Regions from separate parts of the Mus musculus genome. Here region 1 is linked to region 2. The links are chromatin contacts, called in public promoter capture Hi-C maps. All regions are on one chromosome and are shown on one strand. The core of a region is the stretch at or near the end of the contact, and the rest is flanking DNA. Distances in the headings are between cores, read along the strand shown.

What was found. Promoter capture Hi-C pulls out the DNA fragments that hold promoters and counts their contacts.
Region 1: a promoter capture Hi-C map of neural stem cells shows a contact between it and region 2. The contact joins two enhancer-like sites. A contact is called at or near these places in 1 of 39 promoter capture datasets (neural stem cells), 8 of 484 Hi-C or Micro-C datasets (CD4 T cells, embryonic stem cells, granulosa cells and 4 more), 3 of 115 datasets of contacts at active chromatin or transcription factors (bone marrow-derived macrophages, embryonic stem cells and kidney) and 1 of 9 other capture datasets (embryonic stem cells).

Annotation. Positions count from the first base shown.
Region 1 is chr13:9,388,988-9,393,605 of GRCm38.p6, reverse strand. All of the region lies in intron 1 of Dip2c (disco interacting protein 2 homolog C), which reads right to left. Among named protein-coding and RNA genes, the nearest start is that of Dip2c, 110 kb to the right of the region's middle. Within about 2 kb of position 3,010, at least 10 of the 459 cell types and tissues checked have an H3K27ac peak or open chromatin away from gene starts, as enhancers often do. A contact at or near this core is called in granulosa cells and neural stem cells, where this site is marked.
Region 2 is chr13:9,180,274-9,184,708 of GRCm38.p6, reverse strand. No RefSeq gene overlaps it. Among named protein-coding and RNA genes, the nearest start is that of Larp4b, 89 kb to the right of the region's middle. Within about 2 kb of position 2,653, at least 30 of the 459 cell types and tissues checked have an H3K27ac peak or open chromatin away from gene starts, as enhancers often do. A contact at or near this core is called in granulosa cells and neural stem cells, where this site is marked.

The sequences.
Region 1 (4,618 bases), core at 1,761-4,260, 210 kb before region 2:
TCTGTAACTAAAATCAGGATGTAACTAAAATCAGGAAGAACACCATATTTCTAAACTGAGCTTCATTCAGAAATTATTCACAAAACCACATGCTGATTTGTCGTTTTTTAATAAAATGACACCAGATTCTGTAGTGACATCAAGGAGCGAAGAAAAGTCTTAAGCATCCTAAAATTTCTCTTTAATAAAATATAATCACTCTAAATTAAAAGTCGCAGTATGTTCCAGCTAGAATAGGACTGTCAATGTGCTCAAAGTCAGCCTGAGCTACATGGCAAGATCCTATCTTCCCCCTCTCCAAAAATGTAATAACTGCATAAGTAAGTTCCTATAATTTAGTCTGAAAATGACATAAGGAAGAAAATACTTTCATACTTTCAAGTAAAAAAACTTTTTACACATTGTAAGATTTTTTTTTTTTTTTTTTTTTTTTTTTTTTAGTGTTTTGAGGTTTGTTTTGGTTTTAAGAAAAAGTACAATTTTGCTTCATAAATGAAGTTTAGGGTTTGGACTATAATTTAGTGGACTGCTTTTCCAGCTGTTCAAGGTTCTGAATTCAATTCAATTCCCAACAATAGGATAGATGGATGGACAGAAGGATGGATGGACAGAAAAACTGACTAAAGATACAGTCTTGGTTTCCTTTCTGATGCTGTGACAACACCATGAGCAAACCGAACTGGGGCAGGAAGTTTTTACTGTAACTTACAGATTATAGTCTAGTCCATCACTAAGGGCAGAAACTGAAGCAAGAACTAAAGAAAGACTAAAGAAAGATGTTCTGTAACTAAAATCAGGAAGAACACCACATTTCTAAACTGAGCTTCATTCAGAAATTATTCACAAAACCACATGCTGATTTGTCGTTTTTTAATAAAATGACACCAGATTCTGTAGTAACATCAAGGAGCTAAGAAAAGTCTTAAGCATCCTAAAATTTCTCTTTAATAAAATATAATCACTCTAAATTCACTGGCATTCTGCTCACAGCTGCCTTCTGTATACAACCCAGACTGGTCCCACCTCTATTAATCAACAATTAAGAAAACTCATCAGCATGCATGTGGGTGAATCTGACACAAAATTTTACTCAATTGAGGTTCCCTCCTCACAGGTAACTCTAATTTGTGTCGAGGTGACAAAACAAACTATACACAAAGACAGAAACCCACATACATATAAATGCCTTCTATTGTGTGGTAAAATGTACAATAATGTGTAACCTACCATGTTCTGACTCCAGCACTATGAAACAAGATGGTTTACAAAATTATTTGGCCACTATTATTTCCACACCAATATGCAACAGAGAAATATTCAAGCATATTTCCTCTAAAAGATAACTTTGCCATGCTAAATGAACTCAGACCACCACCAATAAAGAACAGTTACAGCCAAAGTACTTCTATAAACACTATTTCCTCATGAAAACCAAAGTGTTTTCTGTAAATGCTTTTCATGCTCTGGGGATACACTAATTATCAGCTTTCCAGACTAACAATGGCCATTGCCTCTCCAGAGAAACAGTGTGATCAAAGAGTCTTGAGAAACTGTATGCCAGCCAGTCCAGTCACCAAGCTCCTTGTGTTATCAGGAAACCATCTGCCATGGGAAGAAAATCATCCTTTGTTACATGTTAGGGGTAAGTAAAACCCAGGGAAAGAAGTACCCTGCAGAGAGGGAAAGAGGAACCAAAACAGCTTCCCAAGGAGACACCACAGCCAGGACTTCAGGAGAGGCAAAACACAAAGTTTGCCAATTCCAAAGATGACAATTTGGAAGAAGTGATTTAATATTTACATTAAATAAATGAGTTATTTTTGTAACAACTAGTCAAACTCCTCCTCTTAAATTTTTTTCTTTTGCTAAATCACTAAGTTTCATTCCTTTATTAAATTTAATCACTTTGTTGGAACAAGTTCACAAATAAAATACACAAAGCTAGATTAAAGTAGACACTCAAACATTTCCAAGTGACAAACTGCACATCTTAGTGAACATCTATACAGTTAGAGTGACCACTCTAAAGCCACGGAGGATTGAGCTTTGCACCTGGGAGAGCTAATCTTAGTAATCCTAAATTGACAGCAGTGGAGTCAACTAAAATCCAAGCATCTGGACATGCCTGGGAAGGATTTTCTTGATTGTATCATTTGAAGTAAGAAGACCCACCGTAAATCTGGGCCACATCTTTTGGTGGCAGTCTACACAAAAGGACATGGAAGAAAAAAAGCTTTGCCCTTTCCTCCTGGCCCTCACACTCTGCCAAGCTCATCTATTACCAGAGCATTCCTTTACTAGTATTAGAACCTCCTTTTTTGTTGTTATTGTTTTGTTGGTTTTGGTTTTTTGGTTTTTCAAGACAGGGTTTCTCCGTGTAGCCCAGGCTGTCCTGGAACTCACTCTGTAGACCAGGCTGGCCTCGAACTCTGAAATCCGCCTGCCTCTGCCTCCCGAGTGCTGGGATTAAAGGCGTGTGCCACCACTGCCCAGCTAGAACCTACTTCTTTAGGATTCCAACACTGAAAGCCAGCCAGGATATCCCATCCTTGTGGACTGAACTACCACCAGATGTTCTGCCCTTTCTTATCAATTGGCAGTCATTGTTGGATTTAGCTGGATGACAACCTATAAATCACTCTAATACATCTTATGGGTGTGTGTGTGAGAGAGAGACAGAGAGACAGAGACAGAGACAGAGACAGAGAGAGAGAGAGATTTTTCTCATTTTATCACTCTTTATTCCTAGAGAGCCCTAATACATACTTTCAATCGCACACCACACACACACACACACACACACACACACACACACACACACAGGGTTGGAAGGAGGGGAGGGGCTTTATATCCTCTTTTATGACGCAGGCCCTTTTGTTTATACTCCATCCACCCTCATCATCTCAACACCTTTTGTTTTAAACCAGAAAAATCTTGTGGCTGTGCTCAGCTTAGCCTTTCAAATACCATCTTCTTCCCAGTGACTCATCTGACCTTGGATAAGCTAATCACTCTCATTCATATTAAAACAAGTTAAACAACTTCCTCTTTCTTAGAACAGTATCCATGTGCCAAGAATGTAATCGCATGCATTAATTAATGATTTCTCTGATCACTCATGTTAAGGTTAATTAAGGAATCTGGTTTCAACCGTATGGGGTTGCAGGGTCAATTTACAGGCAAGTACTCCAAGTGAGGAAAAGGGCTTCATCATTAGCATTACAAGTATTTCCACAGTATCTACTGAGGGATAACAAAGGAAAAGTTTACGAGAATAAATTACTGCCAAGTGCTTATTCAGTACTTAAATGAAAGGCAATTTATTCCGTATGATGTTACTTTTAAAAATGATACTTTTTAAAAAAGATTTATTTACATCCCCTTAAGTGGTAAATTTACCAGTGATTTTAAACACTTGAATTTTAGTGTACACACAACTTCACAAGAAGTTAGACAGGACTGTGGCTCAAAAGCATGTAGTAGACAGCAAAAGAGGCATGGATGAGACCTAGCTGGTCCACTGCTTTATTGGGTGGTCTTTGACTTGTTTGTAAGTTTCTCCCTAACCTCACTTTCTAAGTAAGTAAATGAGGGTAACATCTATTTCTATGGGCTTCTCCATACAAGATGCTGGGTACATGTATGGAAAACAGCTCACTGCTGATCCACAGTCAGCCCCTTGGTAAATGAACTCACTCCTACTATATCATCACCACAATAATTACAAAAACGCTGCCAGCACAATACTCTGAGTTTTCAAGACATCATGGTAACAAGTGAGTGAGTGTGTGTGTGTGTGTGTGTGTGTGTGTGTGTGTGAGTGAGTGAGTGAGAGAGAGAGAACACAAACATACAACACACACATCTACAAAGCCCACACTCATGTCCACAGATAGCTGACCTTCTGCAAAAGCTACACAGTTTAGTTTTTCCTGCTCTAAGACAAGAAGAACACAGCCTTGAGAGGACAAGCAATATGAAGCTGCTTTGGGATAAAGTCTAGGATACCAGGCCTGGGTTGGTTACTGCCTAGCATATCTCAGTAAATGAGAAAGATATGTTGCCACAGCACCCATAGTGGTTACTATTGGTACTGTACCTGCTTGCAGATGCTTCCCAACAACTATACACCCACCTAGTTACCAACCAAGATCAACTATTCAGACAGAATAAGATAGGACAGTTATGATCATCTCTAAAAGAAAAAATTACGTTAAAGTATTCCCTTTTTGAAATGTTTAGGGTGGTCAGGAACATCTCTACCTGTCATATGACAGGTTCCAAATAATCTCCAAGCCTGCAACCTAACCAGTTTTTCTTTCGGTGGAATAAGCAGAGAGTACTAATCAGACAGAGGGGGTGGGTGTCAGGCAGAGCGACTCTTAGAAGGTAGAAAAATAATACATTCATTTAGAGACCACCCTTCCACCCCGACCCAAGTTGGTAACTCAGCATTTCCTCCCCATGCATTCTAGGTCCCTTTTGCACAAAGAAGTACCATCCACCCCAGAATCATCAGTGTACTCACAAAGGCAAAGGCTGCATCCACCTGAACCCTTCTTTATCTTCAAATGGCTAAAGAGTCACTTCTCTCTGTGTGGTGGCTTCAATGTCTCAG
Region 2 (4,435 bases), core at 1,404-3,903:
TCTGCCCAGCCCTGCATATGCTAGCCTCTGTGTGTGTGTGTGTGTGTGTGTGTGCTCATCATAGGTGCAGGCATCAGAACAGATTTGATGGGATACCACCTTGCCATATTGAACAATAGTGTCTTTACTTCTCAAAGTCAGCTCAGCAGAGGCCTTCGGATGAAACTCCAGGTGATTCGGGTCTGGGCAAAAGGCCAAAGGCCCGGGTGCAGCTATGACCTGCAGAGCACTCACCCTGTTTGGAGGAAGTTGCCGGCTTTGTTCTCAGGTGCACAGCTGTGGCCCCTGGGCCCTGACAACGTGCCATGAAGCTGCTGAGGTCAGGTCCCCTCCTTCCCAACTCAACAACCCATCCCACACTTAGTTCAAAGCAACAGGTCCTGGGTTTCTTGTCAGCGAATGTACAGGCATCTCTTGTATAAATGCTACTCCAGTGAGGGGAGTGGCCGTTGCGGGTAGAGTCCTACTCGGATCTGAGCAGAGCTGGGCATCAAGGTAGCCTTGAAAGAAAGGAGAAATGGCTTTAGAATACCAGGGCCAAACCACCCATAGGTGTAGGAAGCCAACTCTAAGATGGCACCGGTTTCCGGTATGCCGTTGTCATAAACAACATCAGTGCAGGTGTAAGCCCGAGTCTGGCGCCAACCCCTCCCGAGCGGGTACATGCTAATTAGGTGACAGCAGTTCAACCTATCCCAGGAGGACATGAAGCCTTTCCCTGTGCTCGGGTGCATATAAGCAGACCTCCCTGGGTGCCCGGAGTCCCCGTAGCAGCATCGAGGCGATCCTGCAATAAAGGCTGTTGAGACGAATCTGACCGTGTTGTGGCTTCCTTGCCGGGCGCGACATAGGCACAGCAAGAATGATACATTTCTATACCATATAGAATTACAAAGTGACAGTAAGCCTTATTGCTGAAGACTGCAATATATTTCTCAGTGACCATGGGGAAGTCGAGCTGGCACCCAACTAGAGTTTACATCCCTACTAACTGGTGTTCACAGTACTGGAAGGTGCTCTGCACACTACCAGAGAAGAGAGCTAAACACCAACCCAGCTACAAACCCTGTCATCTGAGGCAGTGACCTGCCTGTGATATGTGTAATAGTAGAAAAAAAAAATATGTGAGAATAACTGATCACTCAGTATCTGACTGTACTGAAGGCTCATGCCATGGGATGGAACCCCATGCCTGGGGCAGTTCCAGACACAACAGGACTGAAGCACACAAGAACTCACAGACTGCGTCAGCTAGATAGGACACCAGGGCTGAGGGGAAAACAGGCATGTGCTCCCACCCATAACCAAGAAGCGATCTCAAACTGACAATAATTTGCAAAGGAAAGATTTGTTTGCTCCAACTGCATCTCACTGGGCATACACACCCCATGCCAAGGCCAACACAAAACAAACTCAATGGTATCTTTGTAGAGTTTTTGGTTGGTTGGTCCCCCCTGCCCCCATATTCTTTGTTTGGATTTCTTCTTCCTTCCTTCTTTCCTTCTTTCCTTCTTTCCTTCCTTCCTTCCTTCCTTCCTTCCTTCCTTCCTTCCTTCCTTCCTTCCTCTCTCTTTTTTAAAGATTTATTTATTTACTTTATGAATATGAGTACAGTGTCGCTGTCTTCAGACATAACAGAAAAAGGCATCAGATCCCATTACAGATAGTTATGAGCCACCATGTGTTTGCTGTGAATTGAACTCAGGACCCCTGGAAGAGCAGTCAGTGCTCTTAACTGCTGAGCCATCTCTCCAGCCCCTCTTTCTCTCTTTTCTTTTTTCTTTTCTTTTCTTTTCTCTTTTCTCTTTTCTCTTTCTTTCTTTCTTTCTTTCTTTCTTTTCCTTCCTTCCTTCCTTTCTCTCTCTCACTTTCTCTTTCTCTCTTTCTTTTTTTTTACTAGTCTTTTGCTCGTTTATTATGATTTCCAATTTTGTGTTTTTTTTATGGGGTTTGTGTTTCTTGGCTTTTGTTTGTTTGTTTGTTTGTTGTTTATGAAGACAGGGGTTTCTCTTTGTAGTCCTGACTGTTCTGGACAAGACTGGCCTTGAACTCAGAAATTCACCTGCCTCTGCCTCCTGAGTGCTGGGATTAAAGGCCACCACCATCAGGCTTGTTTGTTGTTTGCTTTCTAAAGGGAGAAAGAAAGATGTGTGAGCAGATGAGTTGGGCATCAGGGTAGCCCTGAAAAAAAGGAGAAATGGCTTTAGAAGACCAGGGCCAAGCCACCCGAAGGTGGGAAGAGCCGAGGAGAAAATGACAGAGGGAAAACCTGTCGTCTGAATAGATTGCATGAAACGATATGTTTTCAACTTAAAAATAAGAACAAATCACATATATGTAAATATATCACATATTTGTGTATATATCCTACCTACCTACCTACCCGTCTGTCTGTCTATATCTATCTGTCTGTCTATCTAATCTATCTAAATATTCACATCCATGAGCAGTAGGGTCTCCGGCAGTCTCTGAAGAACTCTCGCCAAATTTCTTCTACAAGCACCAGGAGGAAAAGGATGAAGCTGTCTCAAGACCAAGCTCGGTGTCTTTGCCTTTTAAACAAGAGTACAAAAGAGATCCTCCTACCTTCTCTTGCTGCAAACAAAGGGACTTCCCTCGAGTGCTTTAGGGTGAGGATCGAGCACCCCCGTGTGGTGGTGAGTCCTACACTGCATCGTCAGGACGCGGACCTTTAGAAATCAAGTCCTTTAAGTTTCTATATACACCAGAGATTTCAAACGTTTTCAGTGTTAGAAAAAAATTAAAAGAATAAAAACTGTTCTGGGCTGGTGCTGTAGGAGGGGTATAACTCAGTGGTATAACATGCTCGCCTAGCATTCATGAAGCCCTGGGTTGAGTCCCCAGGACCACACACAGCTTCCAAGTCTATAATTGCAGTACTCAGGATCTGGAAGCAGGGAGATTTGAAGTTCAAGGTCATGTTTAATTACATAGTGAGTTAGAAGCCAGTCTGGGATACATGAGACTTTGTCTTAAAACAAACAAAAAACAAACAAAAACAAAAAACAAAACACCCAACCAACCAACTAAATAAACAAAACCCAGCAACATTAAGAAAAAAAACGGGACCTGTTTTATACCAATGCATGTTGGAATCGCTGTATTTCAGCCTGCCAAATCAAATAAGGTCTTTTGACATTAATTTCACCAGCATTTTCTATGTTTTACTGGGATGAGCACACTTGTACACAGGGCTCGTGCTGTTTATATCACAGTACAGAGTTTAACCCTACTGAGCCTCATTACAAGCTTTGGCTGAACTTAACAAACAGCAACAAATGGGTCTTTGGCTACCTGACCTAGGCTGGGCAAATAGTCAAGGAGGCAGGAAGTGGGAGGCTGGGCCCTTTGCTCTCTCTCTGCCTGTTTATTGGAGTCCTGACCTGAGGTTAGGGAGAGGTCCTGAGGCACTGAGGCAGAGCTGACTCCGGAAATTTCCAAAGCACGAGGGAACAGTGTGAGCAGCATGTGATCACCACATATCTGACACGCAGGACATTTGCTTTGCTGTGCATCTGACAGTGAGCATAGATGCCACGCTGGGGGCTGTGTTGCAGACCACTCTGGCTGGGCGATCCCTTGTCATCAAGGTGGCCTCTGTCCCATGGGAGCGCTTCACTGAAAGAGTCCCTACCCTCACAGGCCCTTTAGGGACTCTGTGGTTGCCACTGGAGATGAACCTACCTCCTTGTGTGTCTAAGAGGAGTGAGACCCGGTTTCCCCGATTCTAAAAAACAATTTGTGGATGCTTTCGGTGGCGTTAACCCATTTTTTTCCTTGACCTCAGATGCACGAGCAGACACTGCAGGTATCAGGGGGCTCTCTGGACTTTAGAACCCCATGCTCCTTAACCATGACAATCCTCTATATATGGGAAACAATATTTTGTTTACTTAGTCTAGTCAAGAATACCATTAAATCTCTATTTCAACTTGACAGGACCTACAACCACCCAGGAGAGAGAGCTTTGGGTGCGTCTGTAAGGAAGTCTCTAGACTGCATTGACTGCACCGATTGTTATTGTCCTAAATGTGGGCAGTACTGTTCCTTGGGCTGGAATCCACGCTGCCTGGAAACGAGAGCATAAGCTAGGAACATGAGGGTTGATCTCCAGTTAAAGCTCAATGGCGATACAGTCCATGGTGGCGGGGAAGTCCCGGCCACAGGAGCAGGAAGCAGCGGTCATACCGGTAACAGTTAGGAAGCTGACGGAGAACAAGGAGGGAGGCTTAAACCTCCAGGCCTGCTCCTAGTTTAACCTACTTCCTCCAGTGAAGCTCCGCCTCCTAAAGGCTCCAAAACCACCACCCTCAGGGTACTGTTCAAAGAAATGACCCTAAAGGAGAATTTCATATTCTCACCACAACACCGTGAATACCTCACACACTAGGAGAAGATAGTAGATGGCTGATTA